Regions from separate parts of the Triticum aestivum genome. Here region 1 is linked to region 2. The links are chromatin contacts, called in public Hi-C maps. All regions are on one chromosome and are shown on one strand. The core of a region is the stretch at or near the end of the contact, and the rest is flanking DNA. Distances in the headings are between cores, read along the strand shown. Region 1 holds the start of LOC123068484 (receptor-like protein 4). Region 2 holds the start of LOC123068481 (repressor of RNA polymerase III transcription MAF1 homolog).

Evidence for each region. Hi-C and Micro-C count contacts between places; a contact is called where the count stands out from the background.
Region 1: a contact with region 2 is called in a Hi-C map of leaf, with 6 times the contacts expected there. The contact joins the promoter of LOC123068484 here to the promoter of LOC123068481 in region 2. A contact is called at or near these places in 1 of 5 Hi-C or Micro-C datasets (leaf) and 1 of 1 datasets of contacts at active chromatin or transcription factors (leaf).

What each region holds. Positions count from the first base shown.
Region 1 is chr3B:46,724,721-46,727,687 of IWGSC CS RefSeq v2.1, reverse strand. It overlaps LOC123068484 (receptor-like protein 4), which reads right to left and starts at 1,293. Exons shown (of 9, transcript XM_044491068.1): 1 at 945-1,293; 2 at 1-858. The coding sequence starts at 1,032.
Region 2 is chr3B:45,949,118-45,952,176 of IWGSC CS RefSeq v2.1, reverse strand. It overlaps LOC123068481 (repressor of RNA polymerase III transcription MAF1 homolog), which reads left to right and starts at 1,534. Exons shown (of 11, transcript XM_044491064.1): 1 at 1,534-1,804.

The DNA of each region.
Region 1 (2,967 bases), core at 44-2,543, 780 kb before region 2:
GGCCAGGGGCCCTGACCCCGGCGTCGATCTCGGCGAAATGCAGCCAGACCATGTAGGACATCCTCGTGTCCACCGGCATCAGGTACTCGATCTCGTTGGAGGCGTCCCCGCCCGTGGTCACCGCCGACCTGTACATCTTGGTGGGGAAGTAATTGGGCGGCTGGTTGCTGCCGAAAATCTTCCTCCCTCCGGCAGTGATGGCGTCGTAGGTGAGGTCGTTGTTCCGGAAATCTGTGCCGGCCTGCCAGACCCTGGAGAAGGCGTCGGAGTCGTTGGTGAAGCCCGGGCCGAAGAGGCCGTTCCCGCAGGTGAGGCGGCCGTAGTTGACGAGGACGACGTCGGCGCCGGTGGTGGCGCCGTCGTAGGCGAGCGGGTGGACGGGGGCGACCTCGATGGAGGCGACGACGGGGGCGTCGGTGGAGAGCGAGTAGAAGCAGACGTCGGTGGCGTCGGAGTCGGAGGAGGAGTCGGAGGGGAAGATGAGGTCGGAGTAGGCCCCGTAGCGCGCGGCGGTCTCGGGCCACGGGGAGCGGAAGGAGAGCACGAGCGTGGCGGCGGCGGAGACGTCGAAGGACGGGGAGCGGAGCTTGGAGTTGTAGTTGTCGTAGACGGAGAAGACGCGGAGGTAGTAGCGGCCGGGGGCGAGCGGGAGGGAGTAGCAGGAGGACTTGCCGGCGGAGGAGGGCGGGAAGAAGCGCAGCGTGCGCTCCTGCGGCTGCGGGAAGCGGTGCGGCTCGGCGACCATCCCCGCGTTGCCCCCCGCCGAGAAGAAGCGGTCCGCCAGCCAGCGGCGGCCGAAGGCGGAGGTGAAGTCCGCCGCGCCGCCGCAGTCGATGTTGTAGCTGTGGTTCGCCTGCGCTGCACGGACAGAGAGAGAGCGCTTCAGTGCGGTGCACGCGGGTGTTGTATAGGAGCTCGATTCGAGCTTAATTGAAAGTGCTTACCGCCGGAGAGAAAGGGGTCGTCGGAGTCGCGGGCGGCGCCGGCAGCCGCGGCGGCGAGGAGCGGGAGCAGGAGGAGGAGGAGCCGCATTGCTGTTCCTCGCGACTGGCCGTGGCCGGAGGAGCGGCGGGCGTCCCCTGGCCGGAGAATCTGGCGGGGAGTTCAGGAGCGGAGCGGGTGTGAACGGAGCTGCAGCGGAGTGGAGGAGACGTGGTGGTACAGTTGAACCGCGGAAGGAGGAGGGAGACGAGGCTGGAAACGCCGGATCTGGCCGCGCTGGAGGATCGGACGGCCCGAAACCGTCCGCCGCGGCCGCGACGGCCGTCCGATCAACGGCAAGCAGCGGACCCCGGCGGTAATAAAGAGCGGGGGAGAGCAACAGTGCGATGCGAAGCTCTTTGACCCTTTTGCTTTTTCACATTTTATCACGTCTCTTTTCCTCTCTCAAAAAAAGCCTCGAGCTGTTTTTTGCTCCGAAAGAAAAAGGCTCCCGCTGTTCGCTCACGTGACAAGGCGCTGGAAGTAAATAAATAACGGAACTGGCAATGGATGGAGGTGATCCGGCGGGCCGCATTCACCCGCTTGTACGGCACGGGATCTATCTATGGATCTACTCGGCGAGTCACGGAGGCACTGTTCGACTCGGCTGCTCGTATTGCCACCTGCATGCATGTAGACAAAAATCATTGCGGACAAGCAGTGCGTGTGGGTGTGGGTGGTCACGGGGTCGGCTAGGCCAGCTGAGCGCCGCGGCAACGACCACCAAATCAGGTAATTAAGCGTGTAGGTGGTGCATTTCCGTCCCTTGGCCGACCCGACCCCGTCGCCGCGGGGCCCGGGCGGACGGACTCCTTCTCCATGGGTTCGTTCGTGCCGCGACGTGCGCAGTACTAAAATGCGCGGCGCGTCTTGCCGTGGGGTGCTGCTGGCCACCGCACGTACGCGCTCGTAATATATGCAGGTTCAGGAATCAGGACCTTTTCATTTCCTCCGTATTTCCCTTCTCTCCAAGGTTGCTGAGAGTCACAGCCATACGAGTAGCGGCCAAATTCACTGTTTTGACCCTTTTCCTTAACTTAAGCACGATTTGACCCTATGTGCAAAAAAAAATCGGATCTGATCCTTTTCCTACCGCCATTGTCTATGGCGGTAGGGTAACACACCCTACCGCCAAGGCCTTTGGCGGTAGGACTTACTTACACCGTCACGCCCGTTCGATGTGAAAAGGACCCTACCGCCATGGTCCTTGACGGTAGGGACATGCATGTAATTATAATAAGGGCACGCATGCAATAAAAGATTCATTTTTTACAAAAAGGTCCCCACCGCCATAGGCTATGGCGGTAGGGTTACACGTCCTACCGCCATCGACTGCGGCGGTAGGGTCCTTTCTGCAAAAAATGAAAGCGACGGTGCAGGTAAGTCCTACCGCCAAAGGCCTTGGCGGTAGGGTGTGTTACCCTACCGCCATAGACAATGGCGGTAGGAAAAGGGTTAGATCCAAAAAACTTTTGCAGATAGGGTCAGATCTTGCTAAACTAACGAAAAAGGGTCAAAACAGTGAATTTGGCCACGAGTAGCAGTACTGTCATCGGAAACAACGCTCTTTTTTCCAACAGGACAGCAATAGGACCAGCCATAACTGATGACTGATTGTATTTATTTATAGAGTTAAATACATTAGTGGTGTCTTAACTTGTCTTGTGCAGTCAGTTTGATGTCTAGAATCGTAAAATACACAAAATTGATGCTATAATTTGTCATATGGTGCAAATACAGTGCCTATGTATGTCTCCGCATGTATGTTCTACCTACATGGCATGCCAAAGCGGCCATGTCCCACATGTCGGTGGGTGGGAATGGGTGGCCCGTGCATGAGGATTCTTTTTACGGGAAACCCTTTTTTTCTTATTATGTAAGAAACACCTCAAATTAGAAACATGGGTCACACTGGTTAGTAACTATGATTGATAAACGAGAAAACACGAACAAGTGTTTTGAACCTGGGACCTCGTTGTACAACCT
Region 2 (3,059 bases), core at 285-2,784:
GCCTGGGTACAAAAATATTACAGGGGCACCATGGTCTTTTCACCTCACACTTAACACCGTTAGCGTCTAAAATGGACGAAAGTGTCATATAAGGAACAAAAGTTACTTTTGCTGTTAAATAGGGAAGAAATTCTTATTTGGACCAAATAGGGAACCAAATTTTAAGAAAGGGCCAAATAAGGAATTCTCTCATTTTTGTACTGGTGTAGCTTTTTTGTATCGTAACAGTTGCTCAAGATGCATGCCATACATAGTGTTGGCTCAAAGCGGTCTACAAGTTGCTTTTTCACTAGATCAAAAGAACAAACTAAAAACTGGACTAGTTGATGTTCAAGCAGGAAAGGGCTGGGGTGGTTGAGTAGGGGAGAGAGAGGAGTCGGGTGGAGGTGGTGCTTACCTTTTTTGGGGGGGGGGGGAGGTAGGTCTCGTTTTTTCTCTCCATATCTGATTTTTGGAGTTAGGAGGAGGAAGGAGGTGTTCCTGCGTTGACTTTGTTCTTCAAGACGTCATTGATGGGGCAGATCTTGTTTACATGAAGAAAGGAGAAGCAAGGAGGAAGAAGGGACCCTTGCGTGGGCTTGTCCTTCAAGGAAAAGGGAGGAGGGGGTTGCGTGAGGTGTCCGCAAGGGAGCATGGGCGGGGGTGGGGGACCGAAGCTTGGGCGACGACAGGTGCGACGAAGCGGGGACCAGGTGTGATCGGGGTGCACGCGCGATCCACCCATGATTCGCACGGGCTTGGATACGTCGATTTCGCGCACGGGAGGCTTCTTTCCTTTTTCGGCTGTCTGGTCTCGCGTGTGGGCCGCTCCTTTCTTTTCTGGAAGAGCGTTCAGTGCTGCGATCGGGTGCCCGTGCGCCAGCTAGCCACGTCCATGAAAAATTGGCACGAGGGTTCACAGTTTTAGGCCCTCTTTGATTCGCAGGATTTTCAAATCGTAGGAATAGGAAAAGTATAGGGTTGGAGTGGCATGCACACATGAATCCTACAGGATTAGCATGGAGTGTTTGATGACACAGAAAAAGCAAAGGAATTGTAAGAGGTTGGAGTGGATGTTAGATTTTCTATGAAATGTAGTACAAAAGATTCCATAGGAAAAATTCCTATGGGATCCAATCCTATGAATCAAAGAACCAACATAGGAAAAATTCTTAAGGATTTCAATCCTCCAGAAATCCTATAGAATTCTTTTGAATCAAAGGAGCCCTTAGCGGGCAAGCCGCCCGTGGGGCGTCGGACATGGACGAATGGGCGTACACGGTGGGCTGGTCCGTACCGCTGGTTTTTCACTCCACAGACGCGCACCGCATTTCACTCTCTCGGACTCTCGAGAAGAAGAAAAAGAGATGCGCATCCCGGGGGCGGGGATTCGGTCCGTTCCGCTTCCGCCGACGGTTATTCCTGCCGAGCGCGAAACGGCCGTTGTTTCCCCCGGGCCCACCGGCACGCGACACGCGGAACGGATAACGCTCCCGACTCTACTCCCCTCCCGTCGGTTGATTCCCCCCCGCCTCACCGTGACCGTCAGCGAGCGAAACCACAGGCCACAGCACACCGCGCGGCGCGGGCCTTGAAGAGTTCACGGGGACGCGCCACGTCGCCGCCTTCCGACGGGTCCTACCTCTGGTTCTCATCCGCGAGGGAGGAAGAGAGAATAAAATAAAGAGAATAATTCCGCCGAGGGGGAGGAGGAAGAGGATAAACTAGTGGCGAGAGGGAGCGGTGGTGGTGGTGGTGGGTGGCAGGCAGATCCCGGCAGCTTTTCGTCTCGTCTCGTCTCGTCCCCTTTTCGAGATCTCGCCAGGTACGGATCCGTCGACCTCTCCCACTTCCCCCTGCTTCGGCTTCTGCTTCCTCCCAATCGTGCGCGCGTCGTGTGGGCGGGCTCTCCTTGCGCGAGATCCGCGCGCTGCTCGCCCGCGCTTGGATGGATTGGTTCCGCTGCCGCGCTCGCTGTTCGATTCAGCGCTGCAGAGGTGGTAGTAGTAGTAGCGGCGGTGCTTCGGGGCATGGGGGGAGGGAGGGGAGCGGTGGGCCCATGCGAGCCCGCCGCGTCGAATTTAAGGAGGAGGAGGAGGACTGGACGGGCAGAGGGGAACGGCCGTAGTACGGCGTTCGCGCGCGGCTCGGTTCGCCCGCGGGCATGCTCAGTGTTCGCCCTTGTCCGGCGACGAGGGTAGCGGTGGGTAGCAGCGCTGCGCCAGTTGTCTCGCTTTGCTTCATCCCATGCTTTTGTTTGTTTGTTTGTGAAGGAGTAATTCTGTTCATTCTATTTCGTAGTACTACATATGTATCCTACTGGCTAGTCTAATAAAGGATCAATGTTATCCATAATTCTATCATCTAAACTTTTGAGATCTGGCACACTACCCCAGAAGAAACTTAAAATAGTGCCTATAGATGGGTGGGCCGCATCCAACATTTTCATTGCGCTGTCCACCAAAAGATGCTCCGCGGGATGCATGGGTAGGAGATCAGGCTGCTTTGCCCTGGCATTCTCGTCACTAGCCAAGGCATGCTAGCAAGTTTTGTCTGTTGGATGTTGTGTGGATTTTTTTGCTACTAGCGTTCCATTTCAGCCCAGTGTGCACCGTCGACAGTGATGCAAGAAGAGGGGAGAGGAATTTTGAGTCACTGGGGAGTCCATTCTGTCTGGCTGCTGTATGCCTGTATATATGTAGAGATGACTGGATTTTGGTAGGTGTTTTGTCGCCTGCTTGGCTGTTTGTTGCTAGTACAAAACTGATCTCCACATTGAAGAAGTGGCTACTCATTTACCAAGTTGGATATTGATGCCTGCACCAAATGGGAGATGTGTGGTTGCTGTAGTAATTATGTTACCACAATTGCTCTTGCTGGCTTTGTCTCAAACACCTGGTGCCACATGCACAACTGGAACTAAGTGTAGTAGTTCCTATGCCTCCGCTTCACTTCCATAGCATTGACAACAATATGTTTATTGAAACAAACTGCAGACTGAATTTGCTAGAATTGTTTTGTTGTATTAATGTGGTTTGATCACATCTCATCTTATTTGCTTGATTTTCTGTTGATTACTC